Linked DNA regions of Gossypium hirsutum: regions 2 and 3 are each linked to region 1. Evidence: chromatin contacts called from public Hi-C data. All regions are on one chromosome and are shown on one strand. The core of a region is the stretch at or near the end of the contact, and the rest is flanking DNA. Distances in the headings are between cores, read along the strand shown. Region 1 holds the start of LOC107923992 (tubby-like F-box protein 3). Region 2 holds the start of LOC107923928 (protein tas). Region 3 holds the start of LOC107924824 (zinc finger CCCH domain-containing protein 32).

What was found. A called contact is a pair of places that touch in the nucleus more often than the background predicts.
Region 2: a contact with region 1 is called in a Hi-C map of leaf, with 2.2 times the contacts expected there. The contact joins the promoter of LOC107923928 here to the promoter of LOC107923992 in region 1. A contact is called at or near these places in 2 of 34 Hi-C or Micro-C datasets (both in leaf).
Region 3: a Hi-C map of leaf shows a contact between it and region 1, with 1.9 times the contacts expected there. The contact joins the promoter of LOC107924824 here to the promoter of LOC107923992 in region 1. A contact is called at or near these places in 4 of 34 Hi-C or Micro-C datasets (anther, callus and leaf).

Annotation. Positions count from the first base shown.
Region 1 is chrA11:13,178,746-13,182,357 of Gossypium_hirsutum_v2.1, reverse strand. It overlaps LOC107923992 (tubby-like F-box protein 3), which reads left to right and starts at 2,194. Exons shown (of 6, transcript XM_016854235.2): 1 at 2,194-2,492; 2 at 2,631-3,405. The coding sequence starts at 3,058.
Region 2 is chrA11:13,309,767-13,313,050 of Gossypium_hirsutum_v2.1, reverse strand. It overlaps LOC107923928 (protein tas), which reads right to left and starts at 1,699. Exons shown (of 11, transcript XM_041081101.1): 1 at 1,161-1,699; 2 at 962-1,061; 3 at 760-868; 4 at 248-336. The coding sequence starts at 1,218. LOC107923927 (sister-chromatid cohesion protein 3) reads right to left here. Exons shown (of 21, transcript XM_016854126.2): 19 at 3,274-3,284; 20 at 3,061-3,185; 21 at 2,275-2,821. The coding sequence ends at 2,583.
Region 3 is chrA11:12,933,892-12,937,417 of Gossypium_hirsutum_v2.1, reverse strand. It overlaps LOC107924824 (zinc finger CCCH domain-containing protein 32), which reads right to left and starts at 1,721. Exons shown (of 7, transcript XM_016855432.2): 1 at 1,305-1,721; 2 at 989-1,131; 3 at 1-20. The coding sequence starts at 1,401.

The DNA.
Region 1 (3,612 bases), core at 945-3,444:
TAACATGAATTTAAAGACTAAAAAAGAAAAAAAAGTTATTTTAATTTTGAGGTGTTGTGAATATATCCTACGGTACAAATGAGCTCGATCTGCTCCATCTTTTATATTCGAATTTTGTAAACGAAAAACTCAACATTTGATTTCTGGTTAAAAATGAAAATTGATTTGATTTGATCAAATCAAATTCTAAAGGGGCTTGAAAAACAGATAAAGAGGATCCAACACTTTGGACCTTTCACCTCTCACAGTGGACATAATGTGGAGCAGACAAATATGCACACAATGCATATGGCTGGGCTATCCCACAAACAAATTCTCTTGTTACATAAATTTTTTTAAAATTAAGGTATTTATTATCAATAGCAATGACTAATTATTTTGTTGTGAATATTTTTTAAAAAGGTAAATGGCTAGTAATGAAATATACTCTATTATTATAGACGATGATTGAACCCTCAACTTAATTGTTAAGGGACGAAGTGAGCAATTACTACACTAAAAATATTAATATTAAATTATTATTAAAATGTTTTGATTTGTATAAATTTTTTGTTTAACACAAATTCATCTCATTTCTACCTCAATATTGTATAATAATAATAAAACATAAAACAAAACCTATAAAAACATTTGGTTAAGGTGGAGGCACTTGTAATTCAACTTAATTTGTAATAATAAATACTCTAAAAGCATAATAATTAATTCAACATCGTTGCATTTTTTCTCTTTTGTCGGGAGAGTTTATGTTGAAAATTTTAAATATTTGATAAAATTCTTATACTTCATTATAAAATTGAGTAGAATGTTTTTCCCGGGATTCAATTTTTTTAATTATACCTATGATTATTTATTAAAATAATTATGATTGTAGTTATCTTTATTTTAATTAAAAATATTTTTATAAAAGTTAATTTTTTTATTAAATTAAATGACAAATTATAATTATGGTTCTTATACTATATTTAAATTTAGAATTTAACATCTATACTTTAATTTGACATAGTTTGGTTCTTCTATTTTTAGTTACTCAAAATAGTTGATTATTTCATTTATTATACCGAAGTAGATTTTTTGGGTATGTGTTAGAAAGGTGTTTTTAAGAAAATTCATGACAACATTTTAATCGATATTGAGTATTTAGATCAACTAATGTCATTGATAAAGAAATGATCAAGTTATGTCAAAATAAAATATACACTAAATCTTAAACTTTAGTAAAGTAGAGGGATCAATACTCAAATTTTACTATTATCTTATAGGGTAAAAAGAGAGGAACAAGACACGTATGATGACAAAATTGCTTAGGACCTTCTTTCTATATAAATAATTAATGGAATTATAAACATTGAGGTAACGGATTATGTAAAAAAAATTAAAGTATGAAGATTAAATCTTAAATTCGAGCATAATATAAGGACCAAAATTAAAATTTAACCATTTGTGTTTATAATGAAAAAAAAGGAAGAGAAAAAGATATGAAGATTAAATCTTAAAATCGAGCGAAATTGAAAATTGACCATTTTTAAGTAATTAATAAAATAAAAGGGAAAAAAATTGAAATTTACCCATTTGTGTTTATAATGAAAAAGAAAAAGAAAGAGAAAGAAATAACATTGGACATGTGTCAAAGACGGAAAGCCTTAGGACCTTCCAGGTTAAACATCATAAAATCCATTTTTATTGAGAAGAAAAAAGAAGAAGAGAAATATCATGGCTCAATTTGATTGGAAATAGAAGAACCATGTTAACCTAGTAAGATGTATTTCATATTTGTTCCAACTTATTTGCATTTGATGGATGTGGATAGATAGGGACAAAACCATTGCACTAATCATAAATTTTGATTTCTGGAAGATTAATAAAATTGGAAAGGCAAGGGTGCATTGAACCCTAATAGATTTTTATAGTGTAAGCCTAAGATATTTCATATCATACCGTATTTGGGACTAGTCTTATTATAGCATTTAAAAGTAAAAACCTCTAAAAAATCCGTTTCTCAAGGTTGGAACTTATATGCTCGTCCTTGGGAGAATAAAGCAGACCACACTATTTTAGTTGATCAATGTGTGAATTCGGCGAATATATTAACCCGTGGCTCATATTTTTGGAACCCGAATCCGAGCGCATATGGGTGAGAGTGAGACAAAAGGGGGAAGTGACAGCATAGGATAAGGAGTAGAGGGGACCCACTCTGGGGGGCAGGCATTCACACTCACAGTGAAATTCTGGTCTCGTCTCTAAGGTCCTTCACACATCACCACACAAAAAGAAACCGCACCAAACCCAACTAAAAACAACACCATAAAGCCAACAAAACCCTAACCTTTCCCCTTTCCCGCACCTGCATTCCTCTTTCACTCTGCCCAAGGCCGTCCACCTTAGATTTCATCGGTTCCACCCGTGATCCGAATACCCGGTCCTTGTTGATCCGGATGTTCTTCCTTCTGCTTTGATCTCTCTCTCTCTCTCTCTCTCTCTCTCTCTCTTTAAAGGTTTGATGAATTCACAATTGTCTCCTTTCTTATTATCTGTTAGTTTTATGGCACTTGGTTGGTTAGGATAAGAGAGAGATCTGCTGGTGTTCGTTTGAATTTTGTTGATCTTTTTCACTGCTGCCTTTCTGTTTTCAGCTATTGCTAGATTTATTGGCTGAAGGGTAAGTTTTGGTGCTCAGTGTTGTGTCCTTGTGTTATTTTCTTAGATATCGGTTATGGCAATCTGCATTGTTTTGGAGGAGAAATTGTGATTAGGGGCTGTGGAGCCACTTCTGTGTTTGGAATTGACTTTTCGATCTTATCAGGCTTCTGGTTGTGGATCGTGTTGTTTAGTGCTCATAGCTTATTTCTGTATGAATTTTGAGAGTTTTAACTGCGAAATTCGAATCATTAGTGTTTATTCGGTTATACTTTCTGTGTTTGTGAACTGGAGGATGTTAGGTTGTAAATTGTAGTGATTCGGAATTGAATGTTTTTAGGTACATTCTTTAGTTACTAGAAATTGTAGAGGTGAAGTCCGTTGTTAAGTTATCATTGGGTTTTAGAGGATTAGGAAGCATCGATGTCGATTAAGAGCATTATCCAGGACATGAAGGGAGAATTTGGGAGTATATCAAGAAGAGGGTTTGACGTGAAATTTGGGTATGGCATGAGATCGAGGTCACATAGGGTAGTTCAGGATAGCTCAGTTCCAGTTGATGTGTTCAAGCAGAGTTGTTGGGCAAACATGCCGCCTGAGCTTTTGAGGGATGTGTTGATGAGAATAGAGGCATCAGAGAGTACTTGGCCTCCACGAAAGAATGTGGTTGTTTGTGCTGGTGTATGTAGGAATTGGAGAGAGATTATGAAGGAAATTGTGAAAACCCCAGAAATTTCTTGCAAGTTGACATTCCCAATCTCATTGAAACAGGTAATAGATGTTTTCCTATTCCTTTTTATTTGATTGAATTTCTTTCATTTGGTGTTGTATTAGGTCTTAAAGTGATTCTGTTATACCCTGGCCTTGAATCTTTAATCTTCTTTTTGACAAAGACATTTCATTAGTCAACTGAAATAGCATTCAAGTCAAGATAAGGCATCAGCAACGGTGGACCATTCTCGACTCATACAAATTCAC
Region 2 (3,284 bases), core at 450-2,949, 130 kb before region 1:
TATATGCCAGACATGGGTACTTCAAGGAAAAAAATGAAGAGTCAAGAGCAACATAGCTTTTAAGACTAGGCCTAAAACTCAACGCATGCCCTAACATGCGAAGATGATTAGGATTTGAAGAATAGAGCTCCCCGTGCTATACATGATAATACAATCATTACATGGCAAAATGATTTCAAAGAGGGAACAACCTGGAGACATTTCTGGTGCAACTGATGACACAAAAACCATGACATATGGGACTAACCTGCCATCTACTGCCTCAGTAATATTCTTGGCATCTAAACACTTTGGTCCATCTCTAATCCAACTCATTTGCCCAGATGGCCCCGCAACCTGTCTCATAACCACTTCTTATCATAAAATATTCAAAAGCAAAACTTCAAAATGTGTGGCAAAAACTAGTAAGACACATGTAGCGTTAGGACAATACACGATTCGGAAGTCTTGTTCCCCAAGAGAACCATCATAAGTCCACACAACGCCAGCTACAAATTTCAGAACTAAATCACTGCTATCCTTGTCAAAGTTATTCTGCCTTTTGAAATGTTTTATTTAACTTTGGAAAGATTGCCGCATGCAGACCCATTAATTGAAGTTCTTACTACTACTTTAATGAAACCAAAATTACCTGTTTGAATTGCACTCACACTCGAATAGAATATAGACCTAAGATGAGTACAAATGTGGAATGAGCAATGATTAATAGAAGACATGAAGCACTAAGTAACATCTGATAAGGCAAGAAATAGAGGTAACCTTGGTAGCAATGACAACACGGTCACGGGATATTTTCCTCTTTCTAACCCACTGGCCAAAGTATTCTTCACTTTTCCCTTGAGTCTCAGCACGCTGAGGAACTGGGTACCTATACTTTACAAGATAGAAAATGAACGTAAATAACCAAAAGAATGCCGAAAACCCAGAATGGGTTTGAGATGAAGCATGGGGGACACCGTACATTTCGGCGGAGTCGAAGAAGTTGATTCCGGCGTCAAAAGCTTGGTCTAGAAGACGTAATGACTGAGGAAGAGAGTTTTGCTCCCCAAAAGTCATTGTTCCTGAGGATAAAAAACCAAAAGAGAAATGGAGAGAGGATTAAAGTTCCGAATTGGTGGATATATGGTGGTATGCAGAAGACAGAATAGGGATTGACAAACCTAAACAGAGTCTTGAAACTGTCAAATTAGGAGCAAGGTTGAAGAGAGGAACGGACATTGCTCCTAATGTCAAGAAAACCCCCGGTGAAAATGGCGGGAAGGATGTTCCGTTGAACGATATATATTAGAGAATAAAGGAGGCTTTCCAGGCTCTGCAACGAACTCCCATTGTGGGTCGTACTGTGAATTTAAATACAGCTGACAATACGTTAAAAAAGGTAAAATTAAAAACCCACTTGGAGATGCAGGGCAATTGAACCGTGCACCTCTGGCATTTAATCCCCCATCTCATATTGCCAGAGGCAGCAGCAACATCGACTTGTAGTTTTAATTATGGAAGAAGCAACAATTCACGTTAAGCACCAATTTCATTTCTTATACATCTACCAAAATCTTGATTTTCAAGGAATTTTTTGACATCGAAGTCAACTAAATTTGATGGTGAGAGCAGTAGGTCTTCTTCAGTTTTGTGGAATTTCATTTTTACATATATTTAATGTCTCTTTTTATTATGCTTAATGGGTTGATGATGATGGTGATGATGATGATGATGATGAAGATGAACAACCTCGTTTATCCGGGCATTTGAGAGGATGTGTTTCCATTAGTGAAATTGGCGAAACAAATGTGTTCCAAAAATATTCGAGTTTCAAACATCATTAACCTAACCCGCCATCATCAATTGTTACTTGTCATGTCAAGCTGCCAAGACCCCAAAATCCTAATCGCTTTCCGATTTGGAATTTACATAGTGGTTGATTTTAGATCAGAGCACTGTATCGTCTCGGTTCTTTTTATAGTCCCATGTCAACGAAAATGGATCTTTCTTTTTGTTCTTTCTAGTTATTACATATAAACAAATTTCATCATTCAATTCATTGAATGTATTGTAGAGCAAACTTTTGTTTTTCTTCAGGATGACCCAACAAAAGGGAAGAACATATATATATGGATGTAAGCAATTCTCACGGTTCGATTAACCTCCAGCAAAAGAAGCTGAAAACCTGGCTGAATCCATCGGCCATAGCTGGACTTTGCTTGCTGTAGCACATCGGAAATTTTGTAGACCTTGCATTGTATGTGCATGCATGAAAACCTAACTATTATAGTCACATGAGCGGAACTCCGAGTTTTTCATTAACAATGACAATAACCTAACAGAGGGGGAAAAACATCCTGATATTACATTCCTAACAGAAACTTACATTTGAATTCTATGATATCCCAATCTAGTTCAGCTACATAAATCCTTAAGTTATGATCGTCTTCCACAATCCACTTGCAATTCACACTCTAAAATCTTTCGTCGAAGGACCAATCTCCAAGTCATGCATGGGAACTAGAAAATGCATTTCATACCTCACCTACGTGAAGTGGCTAATAATCTGTACCTCTTGCAGATGATCCAGTCCTTCAATTGCCTCAGTTTTCCTGTCTTGAGACTCGTAATGACCTCAACTTAGAAGCGGACTTAAGTGAATGAATCAGAGGAGCATTATCATCTTCCTCATCTCCCTCAACCTGAGCATCTTCCTGGTCTAATGTGTTAATTGAATCCTCTTCATCACTTGAACCATGCTCATTAAAAAGTCTCCTCCCCTCAATATTTTGCCGCTTCCTAGGACGACCCCTTTGTCTTGTAGTTGTCCATTCCTTCTCATCTGCAACACAACAGCGTGATTAGCTCAAATTCCAGAGAACAGAATCATTTCTGAACACAATTTATATGAGAAATATATATATATAAAGACACAAGAATAAAACCTAAATGCTTGGGAACATGTATTTTGTTAAGGGGTTTTATCCCGCATTTCTTAATTATTGCACCCTTCACCTATTGCCAATTTATACTTCGCATAAAAATGATCCAGGGAATGATTGAAATGAAGCTCACTAGTACCTTGGATCCCTTCATTCTTTGCACACTTTTCCAGCAAACTCTCGTAAAATGTATTATAAGGGCGCCACCCACTTGGATCCTCTTCTGCATTTACATTCTCTGTCCTCTTCTGGACATCTTTCAGACTATAAAATAATAAGTGACGCACTATGGTCAGTCCCTGTTCAAAGAATGAAATAAAATGTTTTACATTGAATTCAGAGAAATTCTTACATGTCTCGTAT
Region 3 (3,526 bases), core at 472-2,971, 240 kb after region 1:
GCTCTTACAGCAGCCTCAACCTAAATGGTATCACAAACAAATAAAGATGAGTGATTGAACTGTCACAAAAGGGTTAAAGGTGAGTACGAGAAAAGACTTACCTGAGTTTAAAACCAAAGACTAAGACCTAAGTAAATACTTTTACATCATCCTATTCTATCAATAGTGATCCTCAATTCATGTTAAAAAAGACTAGCTGAAGCAGGCAACTAACTTATTAGAATCATAGAATTCCCATGCCTGTGAAACAAAGACAGAAAACCTGAAGTTCACTTGTTAAGTCGACACTCATCCAAAGAAAACACAATTTGATGGTATACTGTCCCCTTTGTTTAATTCACTTACCCACAGACTAAACAAAATCTTTTGAATAAATATAAGAAATAAATATCTATCACCTAGCCCACACATCAGACAGTTTGGTATGAATTAATTAGATCATAAGAAAGGGACCAAGCAAATTACTAAGCTTAGGGAAAATGTTGCATAAATGGCAAACTTAGGTGGCAGCTCATTTAAATCCAGAATAGAAAATGTCAAGCATGACATCTAAACAGCAGTACTCGATTTCTATTTGGAGCAAACAACACACTAAGAAATTGTGTCCATCAGAACCCTTATGATTTATAAGAAACAAATCTATATGAAAGAATAATCTGGGAAAAATGTAATGGAATTACTAATTATAACAATAAAGAATAATCTGTAAAAAGAAAGTAATGAAATAACTAATTATAACAACTACCATACAATAGATATATAGATTATAACAGAGAAAGGTTGCTTCGATTATACATTACTATAGCATAGTAAGTTCCATTTCCTAATGGATTTCGTTCTTAAATTCTCTTCATATTAGGTTAAGACTGACTGAGATCCAACTGTCACCACGAATAGGCAAAACTGACATCATCGATAAATATTGCAAACAAAACGAAAAAAGCAAAACTAAAGCCCCAGTTATCAAAGAAATTACAGAGAAATTTACCCAGGCAGGGTTACGAGGATGATTGTAGCGGCACCTATTACCATATCCACAGAACCCGGTTCGCATGTAGTAAACACAGTCAGGTACCCCGGGCCGTTCCGGGTAGGATTCAGTGCCCCCCAACGACAATGGCCACATTGACTCTGCATTACACCGAAGAAACAATAATAAAAACCCCGATTCACTCTCCACATTGTAAAAACCCTAAAACCCCAAATAATAATAATAAGAAGAAGAAGATCTAAACCAAGGAAACATCGTTACAATGCGATTAGAAAAGCGAGAAAAAATATATGTTGAAACGAACGGAATTTACCTTCCAGGCCAGTCTCAGGACCAGCGGGGCTCCATTCGGACTGGTAACCCGATTGAGACCCATTCCGTGGCTGGATGCGACTGTACAACTCCATCATACGGATTCGGGCGGCCTGTACAGTAACACCTTAACTAATGCCTACTTTACAATAGAGAGAAGAAGAAGAATGGGGAGGTTCTGCAGAGAATACAGGAATGTTTCAAATTGATCGGAGAGAGTGCAAAATTGTTAAGAAGGGCAATGATGATGATGATGAAGAAGAAGAAGAAGAGAGAGATTCTTTTACTGTAATTGAGCTTTTTGTTCACTTCCTCTTTCCTTTTTCTATTACAGTACGGTCTGGGATCAGGTGCTTTTTCTTGGCATTGTTTGAATTTTCTCCTTCTCTTTAATCATTTTATATATTTTTTGTTTGGTCAAATTCTGTAATACATCCTTGTAGTATATGTTTTTGGCAGCTTTATATGTTTTTCATTAATATTCTTAAAAAATAACCCTTTTTCATTAATTTTGTGAAATAACATTTAAAGGTTAAAATATGTTTTATGTCCCTAAGTTCTTCATGTATTTGAAATTTTGTCACTATTTTTATTTTTGAAAACTTAATCCTACTTTTCCAATTTGAAAAAAAAAATTGGTTAATTATAAGAGAAGTATAAAGCCCTTAACAGCAATACGACTAATACGACTTGAACCCAAGCCACGCTTAAGTCAGTTAACACCCTAGTTAATTTTTCATTGATAAAAACAAAATGTTGCAATAAACTTAAACTTAATAAATAACATCAATAGTATTAACAATTAGACTTAAATTTTTAAATTCAAAAAGCACAAAAAAAAATTTCTTGGAAAAAAAATAAGAAGATTAAATTCCAAATGTATAAACTACAACAAAGTTAAAGTATTTTTAATATTTTTAAAACTATGCGATGAGGTGACTTATACACATTTACATTTTTTATTTATAACTTGACAAATTCTTTGCATATTTGAAAAATAAAAATAAAAAAGCCTAATTTATATTTAATAGTAAGAAAATTTCAAAGTATACATCCCATATTACTATAGTGACGTCAAATTATATGCTGAAAAATACATTTAGAAAAGTAAAGAGATTAAAAATATCAAAGTAAATAGACTAATTCGACAAAAAGTACATAGTATAGGGACTTTCTATGGAATTTGACTTCTTCTTTTTTTTTTTTTTCTCTCGCTAACTTTTCTTAGTTTTTTATTGGTTTCGTACCGCTAAATGAAGTGTAGCTGGAAATTTGGGTATGAAACCCGGGTTTTGGACAGGAACAGGTAACCGACACTGGTTCGAACTCAAATGACGGTTATAACCCTCTTATTGAGTTCGGGCATCGTTGTACCTTTTTTGAACTGTTTTTATGTTATGGTTGGAGTTTTGCCTGTTTCTTGTTTTTCACTTACGCAGGGGGAGTAGTGTGGTAAAGGCTGATTGACTATGGAGGATAAATTTGTCATTCGATGAATAAGTATACAAACTTTACAATAAATTTGGGAAGCTCTGATGGGGCAAGTCACGAATGGCGATCTGGGAGAATGCTCATTAAAGAGGTTAATTCTGAGTTAGGGATGGTATATTGCATAATTCATTTCAATTTTAATTTTATTTACTGTTCTGAAAATATTCATTTCATTTGAAGAAAATATAAATTTTATTTATTTCATTTGAACAATAATTAAAAATTCTATCATGCATATATACATGTAAAATTTAATTATTTAAGATACCGTATATTATTATAATTTTTTATATATAATTATACAAGTTTTGAACATAATTGTTGTATTTGCATTATTTTAATTTTTCATTTAGAAATATCAAATTTAATTGACACAATTCAAAGAATTATAATTTTATATTCATGGTGACATTATTTTTTTATGACATGCGCGTATGCATATTCAATATATATATATTTGATTATGAGATACTCAAAACTTAATGTCTGGGTGGATGAGAGAAAATAAAAATATATACTCTATACTCTACGCTCTGCATTCAGTACAAATAAATAAAGAAAGAAAATAGTTTTCTTAAGTGGTTTTGTTTTTAATAAATAGTTGTTCTAAAAGAAAATAACTAAATGCCCTAAATATATTTTTATTATAATTGTTTTTGGTCTTTTTGGCCAGTGACTGATATCAGTGAAGCATGACTTTGAGGACAAGTCTTTTAATGACTTCTAAATTTT